Regions from separate parts of the Sus scrofa genome. Here region 1 is linked to region 2. Evidence: chromatin contacts called from public Hi-C data. All regions are on one chromosome and are shown on one strand. The core of a region is the stretch at or near the end of the contact, and the rest is flanking DNA. Distances in the headings are between cores, read along the strand shown. Region 1 holds the start of NPTX2 (neuronal pentraxin-2). Region 2 overlaps LOC106509631 (a long non-coding RNA gene).

Evidence for each region. Hi-C and Micro-C count contacts between places; a contact is called where the count stands out from the background.
Region 1: a contact with region 2 is called in a Hi-C map of undifferentiated spermatogonia, with 1.5 times the contacts expected there. The contact joins the promoter of NPTX2 here to the enhancer-like site in region 2. A contact is called at or near these places in 6 of 47 Hi-C or Micro-C datasets (brain, embryonic fibroblasts, epiblast stem cells and 3 more).

The regions. Positions count from the first base shown.
Region 1 is chr3:5,717,427-5,722,953 of Sscrofa11.1, reverse strand. It overlaps NPTX2 (neuronal pentraxin-2), which reads right to left and starts at 2,268. Exons shown (of 5, transcript XM_021086095.1): 1 at 1,662-2,268; 2 at 1-79. The coding sequence starts at 2,087.
Region 2 is chr3:5,594,251-5,600,137 of Sscrofa11.1, reverse strand. LOC106509631 (a long non-coding RNA gene) reads left to right here. Exons shown (of 4, transcript XR_001307311.2): 4 at 1-1,544. Among named protein-coding and RNA genes, the nearest start is that of BAIAP2L1, 29 kb to the right of the region's middle. Within about 2 kb of position 1,772, at least 1 of the 83 cell types and tissues checked has an H3K27ac peak or open chromatin away from gene starts, as enhancers often do. A contact at or near this core is called in undifferentiated spermatogonia, where this site is marked.

The sequences.
Region 1 (5,527 bases), core at 1,019-3,518, 120 kb before region 2:
GCTCCCCCAGCCGCCGCTGGAGCACCTCCCGAAAGTCGCCGGGCAGCGCCGCCGTGGACACGTTCACTCGGAGCTGGTGCTTTGGGTGGCGGAGGCGGGGACACAAGAGGGAGAAGTATCAAGGCCAGTTAAAAAGACATTGTGAAATGTAGCTCTGATGGTCCCACCGCACCGGGAGTATAAAATTCTGCCAACGGCAGTAAGGGAGCATTTCACTGATGCTTTTTTTTTTTTTTTGTATGGAAAGGATTCCAAAGATACAAGAATTACTTTGCTGCAATATTTGAAACTTGGGACTCTCATTTCCCCTCTCAGGAAGCTGTTTTCCTCCTCTTACTAAAAAGTCAAATTTTAACCAATATCTGTCATTCTCAAGTAAAGACCAAAACACATGTAGAATTACCAAAAAAAAAAAAAAAAGAATTAATTAAATGGTCCTCAAAACTGATGAGCTTTCAAGGAAAATGAAAACAGTCCCCCAGTTCCACTAGGGCACAAAGGGGCATGACTATGGTCACTGGAAAATGAGAACTCTAAAACACAACTATTCTGCATTTTAGGAATCTTCGCTTTTAATGGTGTTTCTAAAGCCTCACTTCCTTTTTTTTTCCTCCTCTACCATTTTGCTGGTTCTGGAGGCAGCCTGCCACTGCCTAGCCACAAATCCTTGGCAAGCTATTTACCCTTCTCTCTAAGTGTTCCAAATTGCAAAATACAGATTATAGGATCTGCCTTGCAAGATTGTTGCGCGAGTTAAAATTAGATAATATGCCTGGCGCATATTTAGTGTTCCAGAAATGTTAGCTGTTATTAATCATAATGAATCGAGGGATATACAGATCCTGGAAATACTGTATTTAGCCATCATGCCACAGGAAACGCTCAAATAATTTGGCAATAATTACCACCTGTAATTGAAACCTAGTTTTGCTCAGAAGTATTTTGGTCACCGTGTCTAATAGAAACATCCACACTTCTTAAACAGGTCGGAAAGTAGAGATGGAAATTAAATGAAGATTTCTCTCTCCAAGTTCCAAACTGCATGTGCGTCCCAAGAGAGAGGGAATAAGGTCCCTTCCCCCAAAGCAATCGAGAAGGGCACCTTAGATCCGCTCAATTCGCGGACAGTGTCTTTGAAGTTAACCGCGTTTCCTCCGGGGCGCGTCTGCGGGGGCCGGGGACCCGCCCGCTCTGGCCTCCCGCAGAGACCCTCTGGCCTCCGCCCGCTCGGGTCCGGCCCAACCTGATTTATAAAAGGAAACATCGGACGCCCTGGGCTGCCGACCTCACGCGGCAGCCTGGCGTCACCCGACACAAGCTCCAGGAGTGCGTCCGGCTAGGGGAGACTCGAGATTTGCAAAGAGATTGAAAGCCATCCCCGCTGCCCGCCCGGACCTCGGGAAACGACTGGCCCCGCCGCTGGCAGTCCCGGCGCCCCGGGGCATTTAACCCTTTCCTTCCCAGCAAGGGGATGGGAAGGAGGGATGACAGCCACTCAAGTAAGTTCCAGTGCAGAACCGAGAACGCCCCTGACCCCAAGCCCAGGTCGCTCTGCGTCTAAGAGCTTCCAGAAGGCAGTGTCCCGAACAGCCTGGCGGGCAAGGCCACGAGCCCCTCCGGGCCTCGGGGGCGTCCCCCCCAGGGCTCCCGCGTCCCGCTACCTCGAGGTTCTCCAGACGGTCCTTGAGGGTCTGCAGAGAGCGGCTGAGCTGCTCCACGACGTGGCCGGGGTCCCGCGGCAGATCGCCCATGGTGTCCTTGCCCGAGGCCGCCCGGCCTGGTGCCTTGCCCCCCGCCAGACCCTCGCAGCGCGCCAGCTTAGCAGTGAGCTCGCTGATGGCCTCGCGCTGGGCGCCCAGCGTCTCCTTCTGCTGTACGACGGTCTCACGCAGCTGTAGCACCGCCGCCCGCAGCTCCTCCTCGGGGCTCAGCGCGCCGCCCTGCATGGGCATCGCTGCCAGCGGGCAGCCGGCTCGCGCCGCCTCTGGGGGCAACGCCGTGCACACGAAGCGGTTGCCCGGCGCCGGGCCGTCCTGGGCCCCGGCGGCCACAGCGAGCGCCACACCGGCAGTCAGCAGCGCCAGCATCCCGCCACTGCCGCGCTCACTCCAGCATCCGCTGGCTGGCGAGCCGGCGCCGTCGGGGCGAACGGCGTGGGCGCCTGCGCGGAGGGCTGCGGCCGAGTGCGCCGCTCGAGGGCAGCGTGAGCGCAGGAGCCCACCGAGCAGTCCGCGGCCCACAGCCCGCACGCTCTGCCTGGCTCCGCACTCTGGCCCGGCCCGGCCCGCGCGCCCTTTCTTAAGCTCGGGGGGGCGGGGGCTGGCGCGTGGGGCGCGGTGTCGCGAGATCTGATTGGCCCTGCCGGGCGCGCGTCACGCAGGGGGCGGGGCGGGGGCGCCTTCTGGCGTCGCTGCTGCCTGACTGGCGGGCGGGCGCGTGGGCCGGAGCCGGGGGTGAGAGCGCGGGGGCCCGGGTGGAGAGAGGGCTGAGGTAGAAAAAAAGGCCCTGAGTGCCTTCAGGGGGCCCTGTCCGGGCGCCCCGAGGACGGGGACGTCGCGGCGGAGGAGAAGGCAAGAGCCCCCTGGTGCCCTGCCGCCCCCGGGGCGGCTGCTGGGCTGCAGGCGCGGCGCCAGGCCTTGGTGCTTGGTCGCCGCAGCCCCGGGGCGGGGGCGGCCCCCATTTCACAAAGTGAAGAAAGTGAGGAGGCGCCCCTGGCGGGACTCGAACCGAGCGCTGCCGTCGCCACCCACCCGCAGCCAGCGCGGGCCGCCTCTGCCGGGCCGCGGCCATCTCATCCGGAAGGCGGGAGGGAGATGCACGACGGCCGCCTCCGGGACCCCCTCCGCGGCCGCGTCCCTGTCCCCGTCTCGGAAAGAATTCTCAGATCTGCGGGGACCCGACGCGGGCGCCAGCGCCGACGGACCTCGCGCCCCGTCGCCTCCACCTAGGGGCGTGGAGTGGGCCGGGGTCACGAGGCCACTCGCAGAGCTCTCCCGCGCGGGTCCGGCGACAGCCCGCGGGACGGTGACCTGATTCAGCAGGGCCTGGGCTTGGCAGGCCTTGATCCAACCACAGTCACCGCGATGGTGCCACGTAGTGAAACAGTGCCCCACCCTCGTAGACGGCGTGCCCACGGGGTCCAGTTTCCCAATTAGAGACCGCTGTCCTCAGATCCGTGGAGAGGTCAGATACGCACAGAAACCCCCAAAGGCAGAAGCAAATTTGTTTCAGAATCTGGTCTGTGGTTTACAAACAAGTTCAGAGAGCTACAGACGGAGCCGGTTTCCTGCACATTATAAATGGAAATCTTTATTTTTTTTCCCTCTATTTTTAAAAAATCCTGTGGCAAGGTCATTAATCATATTATCCATTATACCAGAAACAAATGGATTTGTCACTTCTGCACAGAAGCTGAGGTTGATTCTGAAAACAAAGTGTATCAAAATAAATGAAATTATTATGATAATATAAAAGAGACCGCAGTGATTAATCTCCAGAAACCAAATTGTGACCTGCTTTGCACTTCAAACAATAGCTTCTGCTATGTAAATAGTTGTGGAGTTTTCAAGGATAAGGTTGCTAAATTACAAGAAAAGTTCCATACGTGAAAAATCTCTTCGTGGATAAACATTAGTGACAGGAAATCTGGTCTACACAACACCCAAGGCACAGGACAGTGGAAGTGATGACGGCTCAGGTAAGAAAATTCATTAGTAGAAAAGCGTGGTAGAAAAAGTATTAGTAGAAAAAAGTATTAGTTAAAAAAGTGTTAGTAGGAAAGGTATGTTTGGGGTGGGGGCGTGGCGGGGGCAGTTTGTGTATTAAGGGCTCGTAGGAACTTTCAAGAAGCTGAAGAAGGATGAGGAGGAATGAGTCTATCCAAAGTCATACTTAAAATGGTAAAACAGACTTCTCTGAGTGATGCAGATCAACAAATTGCAATTAACAGGGTTGCAAAGCACTTTATAAAATACTACATTTTAGGTTATTCCATGATGCACCAAATTCAGACCTGTTGGAATTATCCAGATAAGGATTTGGCGTTTCAGTTTTTGCTCAGAGGCCTGGAGTTTTAAAACTCATAGACCTGGGTGGCTCTTAATTGGATGCCACAATCGAGGTGATATGCCTAGATTTTTCCATGCATCCTTTCTTGGCACAGACTGATACACTCGTATTTACAACTCCTTGAAACAGAGCCTCGTTCCTTTAATAATTCAGTAAAATCAAGTGTATTTCCAGAATTCGAATTCCCTCCTGCATTAAAAAAAAAAGAGTGCAAGAAGACGTAACAATAACAAAGCATATATCCCCAAATATTTACTCTTAAATTTCTCAAAAGATTTCCAATATGGGAAGTTGTAATCAGTGGAACTGCCAAAGCCCAGATGGAATGACCCAGGCATTTAAGATATTTTTTTTTTTCCTTTGGAGACCGTATAATTAGAAGGCTTCCTTAACAGGGCATATGCTATTTTAGGGCTTTATTTTGTCTTCCTGGTGCAGTGGAAAGTGCTGGCTTAGGAACAAATCCTCATTCCAACTCGACACTAGCTAAGTGGTTTGGAGCAAGTCTTTTCTCCTCTCCAACATCAGTTTCCTTATGTATAAGATAAAAGGATTAGACGAGACTCTCCAAAGGCTCTTTTGACTCTGCTTAAGAGCTGGTAGTTTGAGAAAAAGCCCCTATTTGTGGTGATGGATGTTCCAGAGCTTTGTTCTTTGTTTTTGTGTTGTGAACCACCTGTAGCCAAGGGTGAGTCTGGGAAGGCAGGGTATTTGTGGCACAGCAGGTAAACCTCCACACAAGGCGATGCCATAGCTGGGGTTGAAATCTGCCCTCGAGAACATGGTTTACTCACAGCACAGCAGCCTGGTCTACCTGGGGGATCCTGCATATCTGACTCATGCTACCCATGAGGATGGTTACTTGAGTGGCAGGGACCAGGGCCCACAGAATTTCCTTCGCTTGAAAAGTCGTGCACATCTGCAGCCGTGAATCAGCTCCACCTAATCTCTTAGTGTAACTGATGCTGCAGCATAGTAACCACCCACTCATTCACTATGTCTCCTGGCTCCCAGGTTAGCAGAGAGCCCAGGGTGGACTTGAGCTGAGCGCTGGGAATCCTGATGAGCTCATTCCGCCTCCATCTTATTGCCCCATCTGTTTGGTTCCCTTGTTCTTCTCACATGCATTTTTATCTTGGTCTGTTGGGAGATGTGCTAATTTCCACCATGGTGTCAGAGGATCCCATCTTATACTTTTTTACGTTTCCTCCTCTCTTTCTCAGTGCCACTTGGGAAGTCAAGAATGAGGGTGTGAGCTCGGTGACAGAATCCAAGGACGACTTCCTGCAAACATGACTCAGGAACTGTCCTGGGTTCTGAATTTCCATTGTGGAGGGCGTGTCTGGGTCGGTGGTGGGTTTGTTTGTTTGTTTTCTTTTTCTTTCTGTCTTTTTAAACGTGGGATTCAGTGCAGATACAACAGAATTTGGAGGCTCCAGAGAATCCTAACTAATCCTCT
Region 2 (5,887 bases), core at 523-3,022:
CAGCGCCCTCCTCTGCTTAAGCGCCCGTGGCCTCCAAGTGAGTTGACTTGTCCCCCAAAAAGCTACGTCCAAGTCCTCACCCCGGGTGTCTGTGAATGTTTACTTAGTCGGAGATGGAGCCTCGCAGAAGTAATTTAAAGATGTCCAGATGCTGGCATATTGGATTTAAGTTCTAAATCAAATGACAGGGGTCCTTAGACAAAGAGGGCACAGAGTTAGACAGACAGACAGACAGAAAAGGCCATGTGAAGATGGAGACTGGAGGGGTACAGCCATAGCCAAGCAACACCTGAGGCCACACAGAAGCTGGAAGAGGCAGGAAGCGTTCTCCCCAGGAGTCTCTGGAGGGACCACAGCCTGGCCTATCCCCTGATCTCGGACCTCGGGCCTCCAGAACTATGAGAGCACATTCCTGTTTCAAGGCACCAAGTTGGTGGTACTTTGTTGCCGCAGCCCTAGGAAACCGTGCAGTCTGCTACGGCAGTTAGAAAAGAATCGCCAGCCCTTCCGGAGACTGTCGGACCCCGTGGGCCCGGCTTCTCGCAACCTGTTTCACACACAGCCTCTCCTGGTGCCCCCATGCTCCAGCCACACTTGCCTAAGTTTTCCTCTGACGCACCGGCCCTTTGCACATGCTCGTCCTGCTATCATCACCGCAGCCTCCGTGCAGGTACCGCCTCCTCTGGAAGACCTTCCTTCACCCCCGTGGTTGAAATAACTGTTAACTAACCCTCTACCCTGTTGCTGAGCTCATCTCCTCACGACAGGGTCATTCTGTCCTGTGATGGTTCACGCGAATGCTGTTTGCCTCCACGGGAAGGGTCGGCGGGTCAGGAACATGCCCGGACTCCCAGTTGATTTTTCCCGAACAAAGGCAGGTACCATGTGTATGCCAGGTGCTCCGCCAAATGCCTGACAAGTGTTACCTCATTGAACCTTCACCAAAAACATATTTTACCGGTGAGGACATGGAGGCACAGACAGTTTAAGTCCCTTGCCCAAGGTCACACAGCCTGTAAGTGGTGGAGGCAAGATTCGAACCCAGAGTCAGTGAGTTTAAACCCTCTTCTGGACACACAGGAGCCTTCAGTAAATGTGTGCCATAAAGAGGGTGGGCCAGCCCCTCGCAGGTAACCTCCCAGGTGGGAGGGAAAGGGATCCAGGAAATGTCTCCCGTGTCTACACCTCCCCCTCTGCTCCCGCCAAGGTTCAGGGGATGGGGGGGGAGCATCGCCGAGGAGAGTTCTAGAAGAGCTCCCGGCCCCTCCCTCCCAGGTGTGGGCTGCTTCCCGGGGTGTCCGGCTCCCACTCCCCTCTCACTGGCATCTTACCCCCCTCTCTGCCCGCCGGGGCCCTGAGCTCCTGAGGGAAGGGGTCCCGCGTTACCCAGGGGTTCCTGCGTGGGACCCCGGGGCCCTGCGCCTCCAGCCCCGTCACTGCGCCTCCAGAGGAGCAGCCCCAACCCGGGTCTGGAGCCGCCCCACCTCCAGGGGCTGCTGGGGCTCGGTGGGGCGGGGCGGGGGGGGGCGGTCCTCGTCTCTGGGCTCCGGCGCTTCCGCCGATGCGGGCACGTGGTGGCACAGGTCAGCGCTGCCAGGAGGCCGAAAGGAAGCAAGGGGCTGGAGAAATACGTTTTGCAGAAAGGAAGGGAGCAGACCGGGGCGGGGGCAGCATCAGAACCGAGGGGCCCGCGCTGCCAGGGACGGAGCTGGAGGTGGGCCGCTGGGACGTGAGCGAGAGGGCAGCCTGCGAGGGGACAGTGGCACGTTCACGCCAAGCAGCGGCGTCCGGCCGGGAGCGGAAACTGCTCCCCAGGCCTCAGCGAGCCTCCCGGGGAGGCCCCGTGGTCAGCGCTGCCTTATGACTCGGAGACCAGCGGTGAGGTTTTATGTTCAGGTGGAAAAAATGGAGCAGCGCTGGTTCTCTCGGCAACTGCTCTTCCTCAGCGGCTCCCCTGGGCCCAGGAAGGCGGGAGACGGAGTGTTCGGCGGCCCCGGGGGTTCCTTGAAAGCCTGACGAGCTTTGGTCTCCTGCTGCTGGTGAGGCGGCCGAGGAGCCGCAGCTCTCAGGCCACGAGCAGCCTCTGTCTCCCGAGGCCTCAGAGGCCGCGGCCAACACCCTCGTGGGAGGCGCTTTCAGACGAAGGATGCCACCCGCCTGGTCCGGAGGAAACTCAGCCGCAGCAACAGCCGCACCTGCTCCTCAGCATCCTCCCCGACGGGGACCCAGAAGAGAGAGATGGGCTTCAGGAAGCTTCCCTGCAGGTGAAAGGCTCCTCCTTCTCCTCCTCGCTCTAGTTACAAACGCCCTGCACCGCGCGCCTCACTATTTATACGGCAGGGCTGCAGACATGCTCTCACCTCCCTCTCACGGCCTTGAGGGGGAAAACTCGCTCAGGAAGCTTTCCTGGTGCACCCCCAGCCCCCCTCTGTGGGAGAAGGAGGGAGGGAGGGGTCGCTGCCATGGCTGGGTGGTCACAATGCAGGGCCAGTCTGAACCTGTTGCCTAGCAGGAAGTTCCATCATCTCGGGGCCCCCAGACCCCTAGGACGCCCCTCTGTCCTCTCTCCTCTGACATGTGCTCCTGGTGAGTCTAGGGAGTGAGGAGCCTCAGGCCTGGCCGGCCTTCCTCTTTGGCTCCCTCATGCTCCTCCTACACGGATGGAACAAGCAGAGCACTGGCCCAGCCGCCCCTTCTCTCGCCTCTCATGATGCAGCCAGGCCCTAGTCTAGGCCAGCTGATCTTAGGCTCTGGGGGCCACTGTGGTCTGTCTTGCTGGCTGCCTCTCTCAGATTGCATCCTCTGGGGCTGGTGGGTATGAACAATGACTCTTTTGTCCCAGTCCCTGGATCTTAGGAAAGAGGGGCTCGGTAGAATCCAGCTCAAATCACAAAACTTCAGCCCTGGGATTTGGGACCCAAACCGAGAGGCTCTTTCTTACACAGGGATAATGTCAGGGAGAAGGATATTGACAAAACGGATGAGGGCGTTGCTGGTGTATCAGTCAGGAAAGGTTAGGTTATGCTGCTGTAACAAACAGCCCCCCAAATTTCAGTGGTACTATGTCTAGTCACTTAGGATGGAGGCTGATAATGTGAGAAAAAATAATGTATACTGGGTCACCATGCTGTACCATAGGAAAAAAAAAATAATGAAAAAAAAAAAAAAACGAGGTGGGCGGGATGAAAGGAAAAAGGAAAAAGCAAAAAAGAGGGAGAGAGGTTGGTTTCTCATCACCTTAGTTGTTGGCTGCAGGTCAGCTATGGTTTTCCTCCCTGTCTCTTCATTCTAGCACCAAGACTAAAGAGGTTACTTTTTCTGGAACATTCTGGGTTCACAGCAGAGGAAGGAGTAATGCGGGACAAGAAAATGGGGGGGGGGGTCCTGGGCAAGCAGGATGAGGAAGCAAAGAGAATGAAACAGATTCCCCCAAAAGAGATATGAGGTCCCGACCCCCTGCGGCTCCGCTCAGATTTCCAGTCTGTTGGCCGAGCCTGAGGTCCCTGGGCTGGAAAGTATAACCCTCCCTCAGGGACAGCCCCCACGGGGCTGCAGTGCAGACTGGCACCCGTGTCTCATCTGTGCCCACTGTGTGCTGCCAGGCGGTCCCGAGCAGCTCTCCTAAGTCAGCGTTGGGGCTTGAGGACACAGGTCCACACACGAATCCCCTCCACAGACAAGGACACTGCAGTTCTTCCAGAGCGAGTTTGGCAAAAGCAGACCAAATGTTTTCTTATCCCATCTTCTCTCCTGGGCACAAGGGACAATGACACTTCCCAGTGGTCAGGGACACAGACGAGGTGTGGGGCTCATGCATGCTGGCTCCACGCCCAACCACAAGCCCCCGTTCAACCTCCCACCCTCTCCCTTCCCCCAGGACGCTCGCTGTGAAGGCAGCACCTAGAAGTGGAAGGAGCGGGGGTCCCGGAACCAGCACTTAGCTTACTGCCCTGGAGGGCCCCGGGTCTGCAGGGCACGGGGACCCGAGGGACAAACCACCATCACCACAGGGCACGGAGTGCCCCGCGACTCGGAAAGTCAGGCCACGCAGCTGCAAACTGTGAAGCTGGAACGTGGGCCCCAGGTGTGTTGGTTTGGGTCCCCCCAAAAGCAGAGTCTGTGACAAGGACTGGATCAGGTAGTTGTTCCAGAGGGGATCCTGGGAAAGAGAATGGAGGGAGCAGAGAGAATGAAACGGGAGCAAAAAAGAGGCAAAGTCCTGACCCCCGGTGGCTCCGAATGTGACTTTATTTGGATGGGGGGGGCTGCGGATATAGTTGGACAAGGTCACACGAGAGCAGAATGGGCTCCTAACCCAGCATGACTGGTGTCCTTATCAGAGATAGAAGCACACAGGAAAACACCGCATGTGCAGTGACGCAGCCACAGGCGAGGAAGGCCAAAGACTGCCAGCCACCCCCGGGCCCCAGAAGGAGGGCACGGGGACTCCCGGCCGTTGTCCGGGGAGCATGGCCCTGCCAGCATCTGAATTTTAGAGTCCTCGCCCCAGGCTCTGTGAGACACGACACTTCAGTTGTTTCACACACCCCCATTTGCAGCACTTTGTAACAGCAGCCCTAGGAAGTTAACGGGGTCACAGAGGGAAAGCTGATCAGCGGTGCTTGAGCAGGTCACCCCTGAAGGCCATGGCTCTCGGTCCCCCCAGGACACCTGAGCAGCCACGGAGATCGTGGCTCAGACTCATCCCTCCAAGACCACAGACCCATTGTCTGTGCCTCAGCTCCAGCTCCCACCGGTGAAGGCTGTCCCTGGGGGTGGCACCTCCCCGTGGCAGGGCTGCCTCTGCAAACGGGCTGAGCTCACCAGCCGTCCATCAAGCTGTAGATGGCGTGAGAGGTAGACACAGGGTCCTGGGGTGGGACAGGCTCCAAGAGCACCTGCTACTCCAGGATGCAGGACCCCGTCTTCTCTCCACAGCACCTCTTAACTCCAAGTTCAAGGTGAAAACTGAAAGTCCCCCAGGCAGACGTGCCATTCAGTTACGGGCCCTCTCCCTTCACATATGTGCATGGTTGAACTTGCGAAGATTTTATCAAAGGGGAAGCGGGGGAGAAGAGAGAAAAGGAGAAGGAAGTCAATATTATCCTGGTCGTTTTCAGGCAAGGAACTGGGGACACAGGTTAAGTGATGTTTTCCTGGTGGCACAGCCAGTGAACCTCTTTGCACTAATTTGCTTGAAGCCCATCTGACTCCCAAAGCCCACCTTCTTCTCCAACACAAAGGGGTTTTTTTGTTTTTTGGTTTTTTTCTTCCTTTAAAATCGGAAGAACCCTGTCTCCAGCACGTGTGATCTCTTGCTAAAGACAGAATTGGGAAGAAAACTGGCTGAAACGTTCACGCTTGTGATGAAGGGTTAAGAGCTACACATGCATTTATTTGTGCATAGACATTGCACAGTCTTGGCTATGGAGCCACTGCCTAGGCATCTGCAGGCGTGAAATGAACAGGCCCAGATTCATGACGCTGACACTCTGTACTCTCGCTTCCTGAACCAGGATGGAGGTTTCATTCTTGCTTGTCGCCCACCTAAGGGTCATGCTGGCTGCTCTGAAAAGTAAACTGCACTCAGGGCTCCACAAAGCCCACTCATCTCAGCAGTTTATTTCGTGTTCACTTAGGGTCCTGAGTGGGGATCTAGACTCATCTTCTATGTAGTGATGCAGCGAGTAACCCAGGTCCTTTCCGGCTTGTGGCTCCTCCAAGGTCACCGTGCTTCTCTGCACCAACCCACGGGCAGGGGAGAGAGCGTCATGGGGCATCTGGTTCCTAAAAGGGCGACTGTGTGACCTATCTTGCAAACCAGGACACTTTTGAGAGTGAAAGGGGTGTGTTAGTAAGAAAACCAAGACCGTAGGTGTTAGGCGTC